Linked DNA regions of Mus musculus: region 1 is linked to region 2. The links are chromatin contacts, called in public Hi-C maps. All regions are on one chromosome and are shown on one strand. The core of a region is the stretch at or near the end of the contact, and the rest is flanking DNA. Distances in the headings are between cores, read along the strand shown. Region 1 overlaps Bach2 (BTB and CNC homology, basic leucine zipper transcription factor 2). Region 2 overlaps Bach2 (BTB and CNC homology, basic leucine zipper transcription factor 2).

Region 1 (7,678 bases), core at 819-3,318, 74 kb after region 2:
ACCATTCAGTTGGCTTCAAGGAAAGATGTTACTCAAGAGTACAGCATGGTGCATGGGAACTAAGGACGCCTGGGTGTTTTCCTCCTGTAATGTACTGAGAACCATAGATTCTTAGTCTTAAAGACATGTGACCAAACACTAAGGAAAAAGGCTATTGTTGTTTTGTCTTCCGTATGTCCAGTGTGTCTAATGTAGAGGAAGAGGTAGTGGTGGGGGTGGTGCTGGTGCTGGTGCTGGTGCTGGTGCTGGTGGTGGCGGCAGCCTTTATTGAACAGTTACTTTATGGTGCATTGGGTTCTCCTATACACATTTAGCACATGGACTCTATAGGATTGTGATACTAAATTGCCACATGCCAAATAAGAAAACTGAGGCGGAAAAGTTTCATTAAATTGCTACAATGTCAGCTTCTCAACCGAGGACATGGGATAGCATCTCAGACAGCCCGGCTCCATGGCCCAGGTTCTGAATCCTCACATCAGAGATGGAAACAGTTAACACTCAATAAGCAAATAAGATCGTCTGTGCTTTAACAGCTGGGGAGATGAAGTCCAGGGTCTCCTGCCTGGCCGCTGTACACCCTTGGGGAACGGCATCCCCTGTAGCTCATGGTCCCCAGGAACCACACAGAAGGCATCGTGAACCTAAACTAGGAATGTAGTTTTATATAAGGAATGATGTGAGAAAAAAAATAAAAGAAGTTGAAGAGCAGTTTACAATGGTAAGAGAAAACACCTGAAATTGGAATAAATCATCTCCACGTTTCTTTCATTTCACCCACAAATGCCTCTCTTCAATTCAGGTCACTTACTGGAGACCTTGCTTTTTTGGGTAACTAAACTTAGACAAACCTACTTCTGTCAGGGTCCCCCAAAAGACACCTGACACCTCAGGAATGTGACAGTAATCATTGTGTTATGCAGGGCCACACACACCCCAGAGCTGCCTGTGTCCTTGGTCCCTAAAGCCAATGCAGGTGGCACCCTACATGGCTAGGGGTCTGCTATGACAAGAGCATCCTGAGATGGGAGACCACCCTGGCTGACCTACTGGATTCAGTACACCTCCCTTGGAGAGGGAGGCATGAGACAGAAAGCCCAGTGTGGAGGTCAAATTCTACACAGCGGCTGGTGGAAAACGCTTCCGGGGCACAGACTGCCCCAGGAGAGCTGCCTCTCCCCTGCCTTCTTCTCAACCCTGGCGATGGCTGCCTTCAACATATCATCTCACTGTGCTAGTTCGCCTAAATTCTGCTCATCTGTATAATGTTTTCGTTTAAGAACGGGTTCATGACACATGGCTTTAATCTTATCACCTGGGCGGCAGAAGCAAGTGGGTCTCCCTGAGTCTGAGGTCAGCCTGGTTTACCCAGCATCCCACAGCAGCGGAGCTAAACAGTAAGACCCTGTCTCAGGAGTTTTGAGAGAGGGAAGAGGGGGATCCTCGAGTTCCATGGGAGCTTTTGCTTCATTTGTTTGTGCGGCTCCTGTGTCCGACAGTCCCTGGAGCACAGAATGAGTGACTGACCTTAACGGCTGGTCCTTCAAGAAATCTGTAGGCTACAGGACTGCACCCTGTCTTCCATCACCTGCCTGCCTTGGCTGTTTGAGAATCTCTGTATATTTCCTGTTGTAGCCACTACATGGTAAAAATAGCCCACATGGTTTCCAGCTGGAACTCATTTCCGTAAGTGCTGTGTCCAGGTTGTGACTCTGGTTAACTAGGAGCAGTGGGGAGTTGCGTTAGCCATCCAAGGTCTTGAACTGGCTGGTAGGTTGTTCTTACGACTGCCAACTCTTCCTCCTCCTGGCCTCCCTGTGTTCTTCCAGTGCTGCCTGTGTTCCAACCACAGTGGGAGCTCTCCTGGACTTCCGTAACTGGTTTGTCCCTGCCTAGGCTGGTCCCCAAATGCAGTCAGTGTGATCTCCCTAATGCTCGCCTGCATGGCACACTGCAGTGCCTCCCCATGGCCTGCCAACCTCTTTTGTGGTTGAGAATGGCCTTTCCAGTCTTGGGTCTGCTCCCTCCTCTCCAGCGTCATAGTTCCTCCTCCCCTGCTGCCGGAGTCCTGCCCCACAAGCCCTGTGCCCTAGTCTCTCCTGTGCCATTGCACATTGCTTTCTGCCAGCTCCAGCAGCCTATGAACCACTCCCTCGGGGTTAGATACCCTTCCACCAGCAGCTTTCTATTCTTACTACATCCTACCTGTTATTAGCTTGTAAGATCTGCTGACTTGTCCTGTCTCGTTAGTCCAGATCCTCACTAGCGAGGTACTCTTTCTTCATTTTTTTGGTGTGTGTGTGTGTGTGTGTGTGTGTGTGTGTGTGTGTGTGTGCGCGCGCACGCACATGTGCGCATATCTCCCTCTCTCCCGGCCCCTACACACACACACACACACACACACACACACACACACACTGCCCCGCCCCACCCCACCCCTACAATGGAACCACAGAAGATGGCTGGAATGAATTTGTTAAAGGAAGTGATTTGTACTCTACTTTGTAAAGTTATTTGTCACCCACATTGTCCCTGTAGGGGACACATAGCCTTTCCTGGGTGAGTGACACCTCAGCCTATGAACCTAATCCATACATATCTTCCTTTGGCACTTTCGCTCCAGAATCACTGTACCTTGTGGTGACAATGAGCCAGGAGAACTACAGAGTGTCTGTCTGTCTTAAGGGGTTACTTGTTGGTCAAGTTGGCAACTCATAAAATCCTCTTCCAGTACAATCCAGTCACCATTAAAAACCAGCCTCCAGTAACCAGCTAAGAAAAAATATCCTCTAGGTGATGGACAAACAACAGGCTCAGAGTCCCTTCCCCACCCCCAGGAAAGCACAGTTTGAATTTTACATGTTTGTTTGAGGCAGTTTGCCTCTCCAACCTCACCCTCTGACTTTTCCTTGTGACCCAGATATAGGAATATCTTGTGTTCTCTTGCTCCCTCTCCTGGCCTGGCCTGCCTTTAGCAAGAAGAGCACGCTCTTAGAATTGGCACCGACTGGGTGGTGGGGGTCTGAGCAGCTGAACAAAGCCACCAGCCAGCTCAGCACGGTTTATTAGAAGATCCACGGGAAACCAGCAACAAAGTCTTTTCTTCATATTTGCAGTGCAGCCTGACTGAGTGAGGAGGGGCGGTGCTGGCACTGGGAAGACATGAGCCTGGCATCCTTTCTAAGGGATGAAATGCTTCCCAGAAAAAAAAAAAGGGGGGGGGGGAGGCATTGCCCAAAAAAGCACTAGATAACTACCCTTTTTACAATGTCTCCCTGAGGACATAGAGAACCATGTATGCTGGTTACTCATTATCCAGTCTAGTGCAGTAATAACCCCTCTGATAGTCTACTCCTAACATGCACCAGACAAAGTCCTGTAACAGCTGGCCTATGTCATGGTGAGGAGCAGGACTATGCACCTTTCCCACCCAAAGATGGAATGTGAATGCTCTTCAGAGCCTGGCCACGTTGTGCATCCTTTCAGGCACACGGGCCTGAGACAGGACACAGGGCTTTCCCTGGTGATGGAGGGACAGCATTATAGCCCGCACTCTTCATGAGGAGAGCCAGGACATCACTGGTCTTCCGAAGGCTGACCCTGCTCCCTTTTTTATTGATCACATGGCTTCTTCTTAGGCGCTTCATAATCCTGCCAGTTCACCGTGTGTTGCTTTCCAAAATATCTTGCCTGCTAACCATACCGTCTTTCCTACTTTCCTTTCCTTTCTCATGCTGACCTAGGATGGCTTGACCAAATCTAAAGTTTTCCAACTTAGCAGACTGAGAACAGGACAGTTCAGTTTACAGAGTTCACTCTCCGCGCCTTCACTTTCCCACGAGCTCGCAGGCTGCTGCCCTCTGAGCTGCAGCTCTGGCAGAGTGTGTCCTATCTCAGCACCCATCTGCTCTGCTCTGTGGTGTCGTGCGCAGTGCCTGGCTTTCCCAAGGTGCCAAGCCCTTTGTGTTCTGTTGCCTCTTTCGAGACAGAAGGAAGACACTCATTCCGGGTGTTTATGGAAGGTCTTTTCCTAGAAAGCCACGAGGTTGTTCTTGTGTCTTTACTGAGGTCAGGGTCCCTGTGTGCGCAGAGCGGTGACTGATTTGTGTTAGTTCTGTGCCCTCTCATTACGCAGCCTGCTTCTGTTTCAGCTTAATATGTTAGAGAACACACTCACGCTCTTCCTCTCATCTATTGTCCCAGGAACTTTAACAATGGTGTGGGCGAACATTGAGACACCTGTTTCATGTGCCGTTTGCACAGTCTAAGTTCCTCCACGATAGAATTTTTTTTTTTTGCTTTCAAGTTTACGTTATGACCCAGAATAATGAATGTTCAAGTAATATTTTGTGCTGGTTAATTAGTAACATCTTATTTATAAAAGTTACCTAATTTATTCAGAATTCATGCAGAAAAAATACAAAGTGAGCATTTCTTTATGATCTAGTGGTTTCAGTCCAGTAGAGTAGTATTTGATTTGATAGGAAAATGTGACCTTTTGCTGATGTTATCGTCCTCTGAAATTTACAGAATCGTCTTCACCGTGCATATGTTTAGTAAACTTCTAGTATAGTCCATGCAGGAGGCACATCAAAACTTTAAGTTGAAGAACTCATTATCTAGAGAGAGATTGTGGAATATTCACATGATATGAAAGAACACTGGAAAACAGCTCTTACATGGTGGTCTGCTAGTAGTGTCTGTTGCCCAGGTCAAAAAAGGAAGGCACCAATTGAATTGGCACCTCCTTTATAGAGATTTCTCCTGGCTCCTTCATTCTCTGCCAATGGACACCCCACTCTGTCCTCCACAGTTTCCATAGGTACCATTGTCGTAGGGCTGTTGGAGAGGTCAGGTCCAAGTGCACCTAAGTACTTAGTACAGCGTCAGTAAATGCTAGAAGTCAAAAGCAAGGCTGAGCATGATTAGAGAAGACAACTAGAAGTACCAAAATGATGAGATTGAGGGAATTTTGGAAGTCATACAAGGAAGGCAGAAAGAAGAGAGTCCCTTCTCAAACAGACTGTGTCAGGAACGTTCACTCAGAGATTCTCCAACCTTCCCCTGACACTCCAGAGAGATCATGGAAGTATGGGGAGAGAGGAGACAGATAAGGCATTAGCAGGAAGGAGCATACATGGGCAAGGACCTGGCCGTGACTTCTGATTTGGCTTACATTTTCCCTACAATGGTGATGCAACCTAGAAATTGTTAAGCCCTGGTCTTCCATACTGATTACAGAATAAAATAATAATACTGTCCGGACACTTTCTAGCTTAGCTGAGGTTTTCAGAGCTGTGCCACACTGAAAGGTGGCTGCTTTTAAAATGTGTTGAGTGAGTTCTGTGGTTCCTGCCATCCAGAAACCAGATGCTTACTACAGAAGAGTGCATCCTGGCCAGCGTGGTTTTCACTGTGGTCCGATTTTCTCCTTCAGTAACTACAGTTCCATCAAAATACTGGAACACTCCTGAGTACGGTGGGAACCTCAACCTGCATCTTTAACAACATGTTCAGAAATGGTTTGAATCACCCAAAATGAGACCACCTGGTGTTCTTGAGGTTTGGCATTTCAAAAAAAAAAAAAAAAAGTTCATTTTCAGGATATTTGGATATCCTTATTTAAAGTTGTTTTTTTTTAAGGTATTTTCCCAGTTGGGAGTTATGAGTAAAGAGCTCTTGCATAATAATTCCCAGTATGTCCAAAATAGATGGCCCCAGAGCAACCTCCCAGGTACATTCTGGGTGCACCTGTGGTCATTTCCCCTTCTCAGCATCTCTGAAGATACTGTGAAGAGCATGTTTCAGCCCCACAGAAACTGGATATGACCAACCACAGTCATTGTTGGAAATAGCTGCCTCTCGTGCCTCAGCTCTGCTGCTACCAGAATGACACAGTTGGCAAAAACAGGGCCTTGTCTTCATGCTCCAGCCACCTGAAGTCCTGGAGTCACTACACTTCCCAGTAAAGACTTGCCCCAGTCCCTGCTATTAGTATTTGCAAGCTTATGGTCCTGGCATCCCAGAACTGCCACTCCATCCGTTCTCACACACAAAGCATAGAGCGGCTAGGCAGAAAGGGAGTGAGGAGGCTGGGTGGCAGCCCTGACCTGTGTTCTGACCCAAACATGTGGCTGTTGTGTCACCAGAACTTCTCCAACCCAGCAAAGCTCTACCCTGTGTCTGCCTGCCTTTGGCTTTAGGACAACCATTGACCAGCTCCTATGTGACTATTTAAGTCTGCTCAGAGCACAGGTGGTGCCTGCACCAATCTTAAATGTCCTCCTTTGACACAGACCATGGTGCAAACAGAACAGAAGTCAATCCCTTTGGAGAGAAAAATAATAATTTTTACATATGATTTTTTTACTAACGTTGTGCAACCTTGTTGTCACAGCCTCAAGTAATGCAATCAGCTTGCCTCTCCTACTTTAATGTGGTGGTCAGGAAAGGACTTAAGTGAAGAAAAACAAAGACTGTTGAAGTACTAAGACCTCTGCGGTAGAAGCCTCTGTAGGACTGCCATGCCTTTGTCCTTCCTGCAAGCCCCAACTTGCATTGCAAAGGCAAGGGCTCTGCATGTCTCTCACCCTTCCAAGCAGATCCTCTGCATCCCCTAGTCCTGTCCAGGTCAGTCCTATTTTGCAAACAAAGGGAGGAACTGGAAGAAGATGAGTGGCTTAGGGAAGCCTTCCCCATTTGGCTAGCGGTCCTTCCTTGGTGCACTAGGCCCTTGTGGCTAATTGGAGGAAGGGTGATATACGTACTCTATTGCTTCCACAGGTCAAGAAGGTAAATAACACTCTTCATCAGAGACATGTGATCTGCCAAAATTTTTATATTTATTTCAGATGGAAAATATGACTTCATTTCTTTCAGGAATGTAGGCAGGACATGTGTCTTCAAATACGTGATGGATAAGCATGAGAGGAGGATTCAAGCCGCTTGCCACAGTAGCCCGTGCTAGAGCTAGCTCAGTTCAGTTTGGCCCATCGTTACTGAGAACCTATGATGAGTGATTTACATTGAAAATGGTGGGAAATAGGGGAGATGAGTTTCCTGCTGAACTCGTAGCTCAATGATGACAGAAGCTCACAAGCTTGGCATTGATAGGGACAAGCAGTCAATAGCCAGAGAAACCCAGGAAGGAGGAAAGATGGTGAGAGTCCTGTCCTCTATCTATGTGTAAAGTAGAGGAGATTTCTTTTAAGTCATGTATTTGATGTGTGCGTGCATAGTAGGCGTGAGTGCCTACAGAGACCATGCACGTGTGCATGTGTACGAGTGCCTACAGAGACCAGAAGAGGGTATGGAGTCTCTTAGAGCTGAAGCAAGGGTGCTGGGAACTGAACTCAGGTCCTCTGGAAGAGCAGGAAACACTCAACCTCTGGGCCATCTCTCCGGCTCCAGCAGGACTAACTTTTACATTTTGAGGTTTAGCTTACTAGCATGGTCATAAATACAATTGCTTAAGTAACCCAAACAACCTAGTGAAAACCTAGTGAAGATGCAGCATCGCACTGAAACGTGTGTTTCAATTAGAAGTGGGGAGGGGAGTAATTAGAAAGAGGAGAGCAGCTTTGTGCATTTGAGGGTTGCGTCCAGAAACCTGAGGACAGGGGCCTCTGGGGAGCACAAAGAGATGAGAAAGCACGGAGTAATGCCATGTAGTTCATAG
Region 2 (6,919 bases), core at 2,792-5,291:
ATCCAGTTGGTTAGTCTATGTCTTTTGTGGGGGAATTGAGCCCATTGATATTAAGAGATATTAGAGAAAAGTAATTGTTACTGCCTGTTATTTTTGTTGTTAGAGGTGGAATTATGTTTGTGTGGCTTTCTTCTTTTGGGTTTGTTGAAAGATTACTTTCTTGCTTTTTCTAAAGTGTAGTTTCCCTCCTTGTGTTGGTGTTTTACAACTTTGTAGGGCTGGGTTTATGGAAAGAGATTGTGTAAATTTGGTTTTGTCATGGAATATCTTGGTTTCTCCATCTATGGTAATTGAGAGTTGTGCTGGGTATAGTAGCCTGGGCTGGCATTTGTGTTCTCTTAGGGTCTGTATAATCTGCCCAGGATCTTCTAGCTTTTATAGTCTCTGGTGATGAGTGTAGTGTAATTCTGAGAGGATTGCCTTTATATTGACCTTTTCCCCTTACTGTTTTTAATATTCTTTCTTTGTTTTGTGCATTTGGTGTTTTGATTATTATGTGTCCGGAGGAATTTCTTTTCAGGTTTAGTCTATTTGGAATTCTGTAGGCGTCTTGTATGTTCATGGGCATCTCTTTCTTTAGGTTAGAGAGGTTTTCTTCTATAATTTTGCTGAAGATATTTACCGGCCCTTTAAGTTGGGAATGTTTGCTCTCTTCTATACCTTTTAACCTTAGGTTTCATTTTCTCATTGTGTCATGGATTTCCTGGATGTTTTTGGGTTAGGAGAGTTTTGCTTTTTGTGTTTTGACTGTTGTGTCAATGTTTTCTATGGTATCTTCTGCACCTGAGATTCTCTCTTCTATTTCTTGTATTCTGTTGGTGATGCTTGCATCTATGGCTCCTGATCTCTTTCCTAGGTTCTCTATCTCCAGGGTTGTCTCCCTTTGTGATTTCTTTATTGTTTCTATTTCCATTTTTAGATGCTGAATGGTTTTGTTCCATTCTTTCACCTGTTTGGTTATGTTTTCCTGCAATTCTCTAAGAGATTTTTGTGTTTCCCCTTTAAGGGCTTCAAGCTGTTTTACCTATGCTCTCCTGTATTTCTTTAAGGGAGTTATTTATGTCCTTCTTAAAGACCTATATCATCATCATAAGAAATGATTTTTAGATCCAGATCTTGCTTTTCCAGTGTGATGTTGTTCCAGGACTTCCTATGGTGGAAGAATTGGATTCTGATAATGCCAGGTAACCTTGGTTTCTGTTGATTGTGTCCTCATGCTTACCTCCTGCCATCTGCTTGTTGCTAGTGCTACCTTCCCTCATTATATCTGACTGGAGCCTGTCCTTCCTGTGATCCTGGTTGTGTCAGAACTCCTCAGAGTCCAGCTTTCTCTGGCATCCTGTGATTCTGGGATCCTGGGATCCTGGGATCCTGGGATCCTGAGATCCTGGGTATGTCAGAGCTCCCATTAGTCAAACTACCTCTGGGACCCTGATATCCTGGTGTGGCCAAGCTCCTGGGATCATGTGATCCTGCGATCTTGGTCATGTTAGAGGCCCTGAGAGTGGAGCTTCCTCTGGGTGTTGTAGGAGTGGCTATGGAGTTTGCGACCAATGTCTGAACAAGTACATTTTAAAGTAAAACTCATGTCTTTATGTTTTGCTGATGAGTGTGTGGTGGTAAAGAACTCACACAGTTTGGTGCCATACCAGCTTCCTGCTGAGGCACCAGAGTTTTACCAACCATTGTGTTTGCAGCCTTGGTGGAAATGCCAATGCTGTGGAATAGTCATTAAGCTTCTTTGTATTGCAAGGTGAGCATCAGTACTGTGAAAAATAAACTACAAAATTCAAACCCTTTGAGACACTGACATGATAACACAAGAACAAAAGTCCATACCAAGTGCAAAGTCCCAGTCACAGTGTAGAAGCACAGGGGATATTGTACGGAATGAAGCCAGGTGTCAGGAGCCATGGCTGGGCGGTTATGAGCACTAGCTGCTCTTCCAGAGGTTCCTGGTTTAATTCCCAGCACCCAAATGTTGATCACAACTGCCCATAACTCTAGTTCCAGGGGATATGATGCCCATGTCTCACCTCCTCGAGCACCTGAAACACACATGGTGCACATACATACATGCATACAGTCCAAATACTCATACATGTAAAAATAATTTACCTTCAGGTTATATATGCATGAGGTATATATGAGACATAAATTATCTTTCTTCAGACTTAGGTCCTGTCCCAAGACAGCTCATTATGTACTTGCAAGTATTCCAAACTCTGAAGCAGTCTAAAATCTCAAATTCTCTTGGTCCCTAGGATTTTGCATAAGTGATACTTGACATGTAGTATGAAAATAGTATTGGTTTAACTGGCATTCTGAACAAGCAAACAATCCTAGAGATACACATAGATCCTTTGTCAGAGAGTCCTGTGTTTCTTCCTATGTGTCACTTGGTTCTACACGAATGTTTAGACAGGCGTCATCTGTAGTCCTCCGCTGACTTTCTTTTGTGTCACCCTATTCTGTCTTTATGGTAGAACTTGGGACTATTGAGTAGTTTACTGTTCATTTGCTTGGGTGTTTATTGTCTGTCTCAAGACCTGACATATGAGTCTGTCCTAGTCAGCACAGTAACTGTTTCTGAAACCTAAAGCACTCGGTAAGTGTCCATGGGTTAGTTAAGTCAGGTTGAAGTGACACATAAGGATCAGCTCTTCAGCATTTCACTTTCGGAGAGGTTCATGGCTAGAAATAGCTAGTTTTACTCATTCTGGCTTCTCTAGATAACAACAGAGGGAACCTTTGATCTCAGTGCCTTCCAGCATTGACTCTGTCCCACCAGGATCCTCGAGTTGGATATTATTTAACGGGGGTTACAGAAAAAGCACCTGAGGGACAAGCTCTGTTTCCAGTATGAAGAGCTAGTGAGTGTTCTGTTCTAGAACTGAATTCACACCCTTCAGCTTCCTCCCAGGCGAAATAGGGAAGAGATGGATGCATACCGAGCCACTACCAATGACAGCTCTCGGTGCCAAAGTTGCAGGAGCTGCCTGCCAAATGATCAGGCAGTAGTCATTCAGAAAGTGTTTGTTAGAGGGATTTTTTTTTCAGAATTAAAATTGAAACTGAAGTTGCAACAAATGAGCAGCAGATTTTTCAGAATTAATTTTTTGTACATTTTAGAAACGTTTGCTTCAGTCTTCAATTCCCGAGAAACCATTGTATCTATTCAGTCTTTCGCACAGAAGTTCTCAGGATCTTTCCTAAGAACTGGCAATGAGATTCATAGTTCATTCGCCCCAAAAAATGTATGTTTATGCTTGAGAACTTGTGACTGATTATCGTGTCGGTTTAAAGACAGTGGACCAAACCCTCGTCTCAGCTTTTCTCCCCTTAACTTTATAGCATAGAAAATCTGTAGTGGGATGCCTGGGAGTCAGGTGGAAGCCAACAGTAGAATGTGGGATGTGCATCCAACCACTCACTGCCTAGGGGAAGCTGTGTTTGTTTCTGGTGTTCAGTATTTGAAATCTTTAACAGCAAGAATAGATGTAGACAGCCACTCTAGGATTCTGTGTTCACCCTGAGTTCTCTAACTCAAACTGAAGGTCAGTGCCCAGCCAAGTTTGACTTCTGAGGGCATTTCTAGGGAAACTCAGAGCTAGCTTACCTACAAGAGATAACGGTGTGATTTCTGAAAGTTACACTGCTGTCTATTTCCACACGTATCATTTAGCTTAACTTGGCTTTAGTTACACTGTAAACTTGCCTGGGAATGTCAAAAGTGGTGAGTGTTGGAGCCAGACCCAAGTTTTAAAAAAATGAATGGAGCACTCTAAGGTTCTCCACTCTATCAAGGAAGCCATACAAGTGGGAGCAGGGGGAAGAAGTGATATTGAAAACTAAAGTTCAAAGGATGGGGTTCCAGCTGCAGAATAGCACTGGCGCTGAGTCCTGGGTGGGGAGGGAGCAATGCCTTTGGACTGGTGTTTACAGCCTCGGCTTCCCAAGAATGAGCTGTACACGGGCCAGAGTAGTTGAAGCTCGGGTTAGACTCTTAACAGCTTGGAGAAAGGAAGTGCCTATGCTGCACAGAGGAGACTCACACACAGGACACCCACACACAAGCAGCTCTCTCTGATTAACTTTCTCGACACAACCTAAGTCTGTGGAAATGAAGCGCTCATTGGTTAAGGTCCAAGCTAGGCCTCTGCCAATACCTGCTCAGGCTTCCATTTCATTGTTGTTATAGTGTGAAAACATCACAGTCTCCCCTTCCACATGGGAAGTGAGGTATTTGAGGTATGTAAAGGAACCATCTAATGTGCTGGTCTTTACAACCCTTTGTGGTCCCTGTTCCCTAGAGGGCATCTTTGCACTGTGGACATCCCCCATCAGTAAGACAAGGCCCATAGCTGGTGATATGCATGTAATAGACATGTGGGAATGTCCTGAGGCTCACTGTCTCCCATTCCTCCCCCAACCCTAGAGAACACTCACCATGGAGAGTCATCTCTGTAGCCCCTCAGGCTCTTACTGGCAGCTAATGCTCATTCTAAGTCAACATTTTACCTCCTTGAGGTATGGATAGAACACTTTGGAAGGCTCCAGATAATCAAACTTCATCATCGGGTCGTCGGTGGTCATTTTGAGAACTACACAGGGATGCAGTAGGGTTTCTGTGATGGTGGGGAGCAGAAATGAGCCAAGTCACCATGCCTTTAGAGAAAAGAGGCCTAGAAGACTACAGAAATGGAGATCGGAGAAATCAAAAGCGGCTCGAGCCATTAAACATAAGGCAATTCTAACGCCTGTGATTAGAACAAAAAATAGTGGTGTGCGAAACTATATGTTTTTGAGAGAAATACTAATTGCAAAATGTGTGGGGAAGAAAACTTCACAGAGGCGGTTCTGTCAATGTCATCTTCTCATTGTGCCTTTAATGCGGTTATATGGGCCTATGGGCCTGAGAAGCTAGTGTTTGGGTGATACAGTATTTGAAATGATTTAAGAAAACATGGCAAAACCCTGCTTTTGATTTCTAAGAAATCCAGCTTGGACGTCTCGGCTTCCACAAAACAGGAGTGTATAGCAAGTCCTACTATTTTGGTGGAAGGATGTGTGCCTGTTTCCTCAGGAGAAAGGATGACACACTACAGATAAAATGCCCAAGATGTTGAAATTGTACTCTACCCCCTTCTTGATTTCAAACACGTTGTGCACATGGTTCATCTCATTTCTTCCCGAGACTCACTCTGGTGATCTCTGCCTCCCCCTACACACTTACAAGATGTTCACTGGGAGAAGTGCTTAGCTACAAAGCTGCCTAAAGTAAGCTGGGGTACCCCACAGGTACAGGGCAGCTGCTCCAGACACCTCCTGTGGGCAGTTCTGAGGCCAAAGGGGAAAAAAATCTAAATGGACCATCTCTGCAGGAAGAAAATAAAATTCTTTGTATTCTCCTTCCTGAACGTGTTTCTCTTATGTCCAATTTCTGATAGACTCCAATTATATCAACTTGTCGACCTCCTCCTTCCTGCCTACATACTTGCTTATTCATTCACCCAGGCCACGTGAGCTCGCTCCCAGGATGATCTCATCCAGTTGTGTGGGTTTTAAATCATCTCTAGACTCAAGGCTCCCACTTTACCTCTCTAGAATTAACCCTGTCCCCTGGTCCTTTTGATCCCTTCCTAGGGCCATCCATGGGATGTTGAGTCTGAGCACACCTCCTCTCACTCCCAAACCCGAGCCTCTCCCTGGGGTTTCCCGTTCACCAAAGCCACCCCGGGCCATCTGGTCACTTACTTGGAACTTCTCAGAGCCATCATTAACTCTATTCCTTTACTTCCTCCACCTACTCATTAGCACATCTTACCAGTCGCACTTTCTAAGCACTTGTGGAACCCGGCCACTTTGCCATCTTTTTTGCTGTTTCCTCCCTCTTCTGATCCATCAGCTAGACCGTTTGCTAATACTACCCAGGAGCTTCCACCATGCCTCCCTGCCAGCCCATTCCACTTAAACATCAAAGTGATCATTTTGAAGCATAAATGAAATCCTATACAACTCACCCACTATTGTTATACATAGACTTCAGACTACTCGCAAACCTCCACGTACCCTGCCAGCGCTTCACCTTTGTAACCCTCTCTGTCCATGACCTCCAGCCACTCTGGAAGGTTAGCATAGTGTCAAGCCTGCTCATTCTATAAAGTTGTTGAACAAGCCACTTATTTTGCTCTCTGAAATCTACATGGTCTGCTCACTCGAGTCACACAGAATCTGCTCAAGGGACTTACTGTGACCAAGATGCCAAATGCAAGACCCCATCCCGAGTTCATCCACTCTCTTGTCATGCCTACACTTTTCTCTCTATCACATTCTGCTGGGAAACTGTCTGTATATTGATGTTTCTCCTGAGGGTAAGTGCTCCCTGAGACATGTTCCCTCGCTTTGTTCCTGCTGCATGCCCAGGTACCTAGAGGAAAGTATGACATAAGACATGGAATGTTGGAGACAGCCAGTATTCACTGAATGCCCATCTTTGTTGTAGGTGTTCTGATACAGTAAAAGAAACCAGAAGGAAAATGGGATTCTGCCCTAGGGAACTCACCCCTTGGGTGGCAGAGACAGACAAGTACGCATCTCTGTGGTTCTGTGGCTGGGTAGTGTAGCTCCAGCTTGAAACCCCCAACTGTGCCCGCAGGAATCGGAAAGGTAGCCAGAAAGAGCTGACATTTGAGATTATTCCTGACAGATGAGCAAGTGTTTTCAAGGTAGAGGAGAGTGGGAAGGACACTTCAGGTGTGGAAGTGGCAGGTGCAGCAGCGTGGCACTGGGATAGATAACATTCAATGGACCGCGAATGTGACCAGCTTATGAGAGAGCTCAAAGATGTGAGTGCTTGAGTCAGCTACCAGAAAGCAACAACTTAGTTTATTCTTGGCGCTGAACGTGCTCCTTGGAA

What was found. A called contact is a pair of places that touch in the nucleus more often than the background predicts.
Region 1: a Hi-C map of cortical neurons shows a contact between it and region 2, with 2.1 times the contacts expected there. The contact joins two enhancer-like sites. A contact is called at or near these places in 6 of 484 Hi-C or Micro-C datasets (the HL-1 cell line, Th2 cells, cerebral cortex and 3 more), 2 of 115 datasets of contacts at active chromatin or transcription factors (bone marrow-derived macrophages and embryonic midbrain) and 1 of 9 other capture datasets (embryonic stem cells).

The regions. Positions count from the first base shown.
Region 1 is chr4:32,535,298-32,542,975 of GRCm38.p6, forward strand. The region is part of intron 2 of Bach2 (BTB and CNC homology, basic leucine zipper transcription factor 2); the gene reads left to right. Among named protein-coding and RNA genes, the nearest start is that of Bach2os, 33 kb to the right of the region's middle. Within about 2 kb of position 2,069, at least 67 of the 459 cell types and tissues checked have an H3K27ac peak or open chromatin away from gene starts, as enhancers often do. A contact at or near this core is called in Th2 cells and cortical neurons, where this site is marked.
Region 2 is chr4:32,459,215-32,466,133 of GRCm38.p6, forward strand. All of the region lies in intron 1 of Bach2 (BTB and CNC homology, basic leucine zipper transcription factor 2), which reads left to right. Among named protein-coding and RNA genes, the nearest start is that of Bach2, 45 kb to the left of the region's middle. Within about 2 kb of position 4,042, at least 13 of the 459 cell types and tissues checked have an H3K27ac peak or open chromatin away from gene starts, as enhancers often do. A contact at or near this core is called in Th2 cells and cortical neurons, where this site is marked.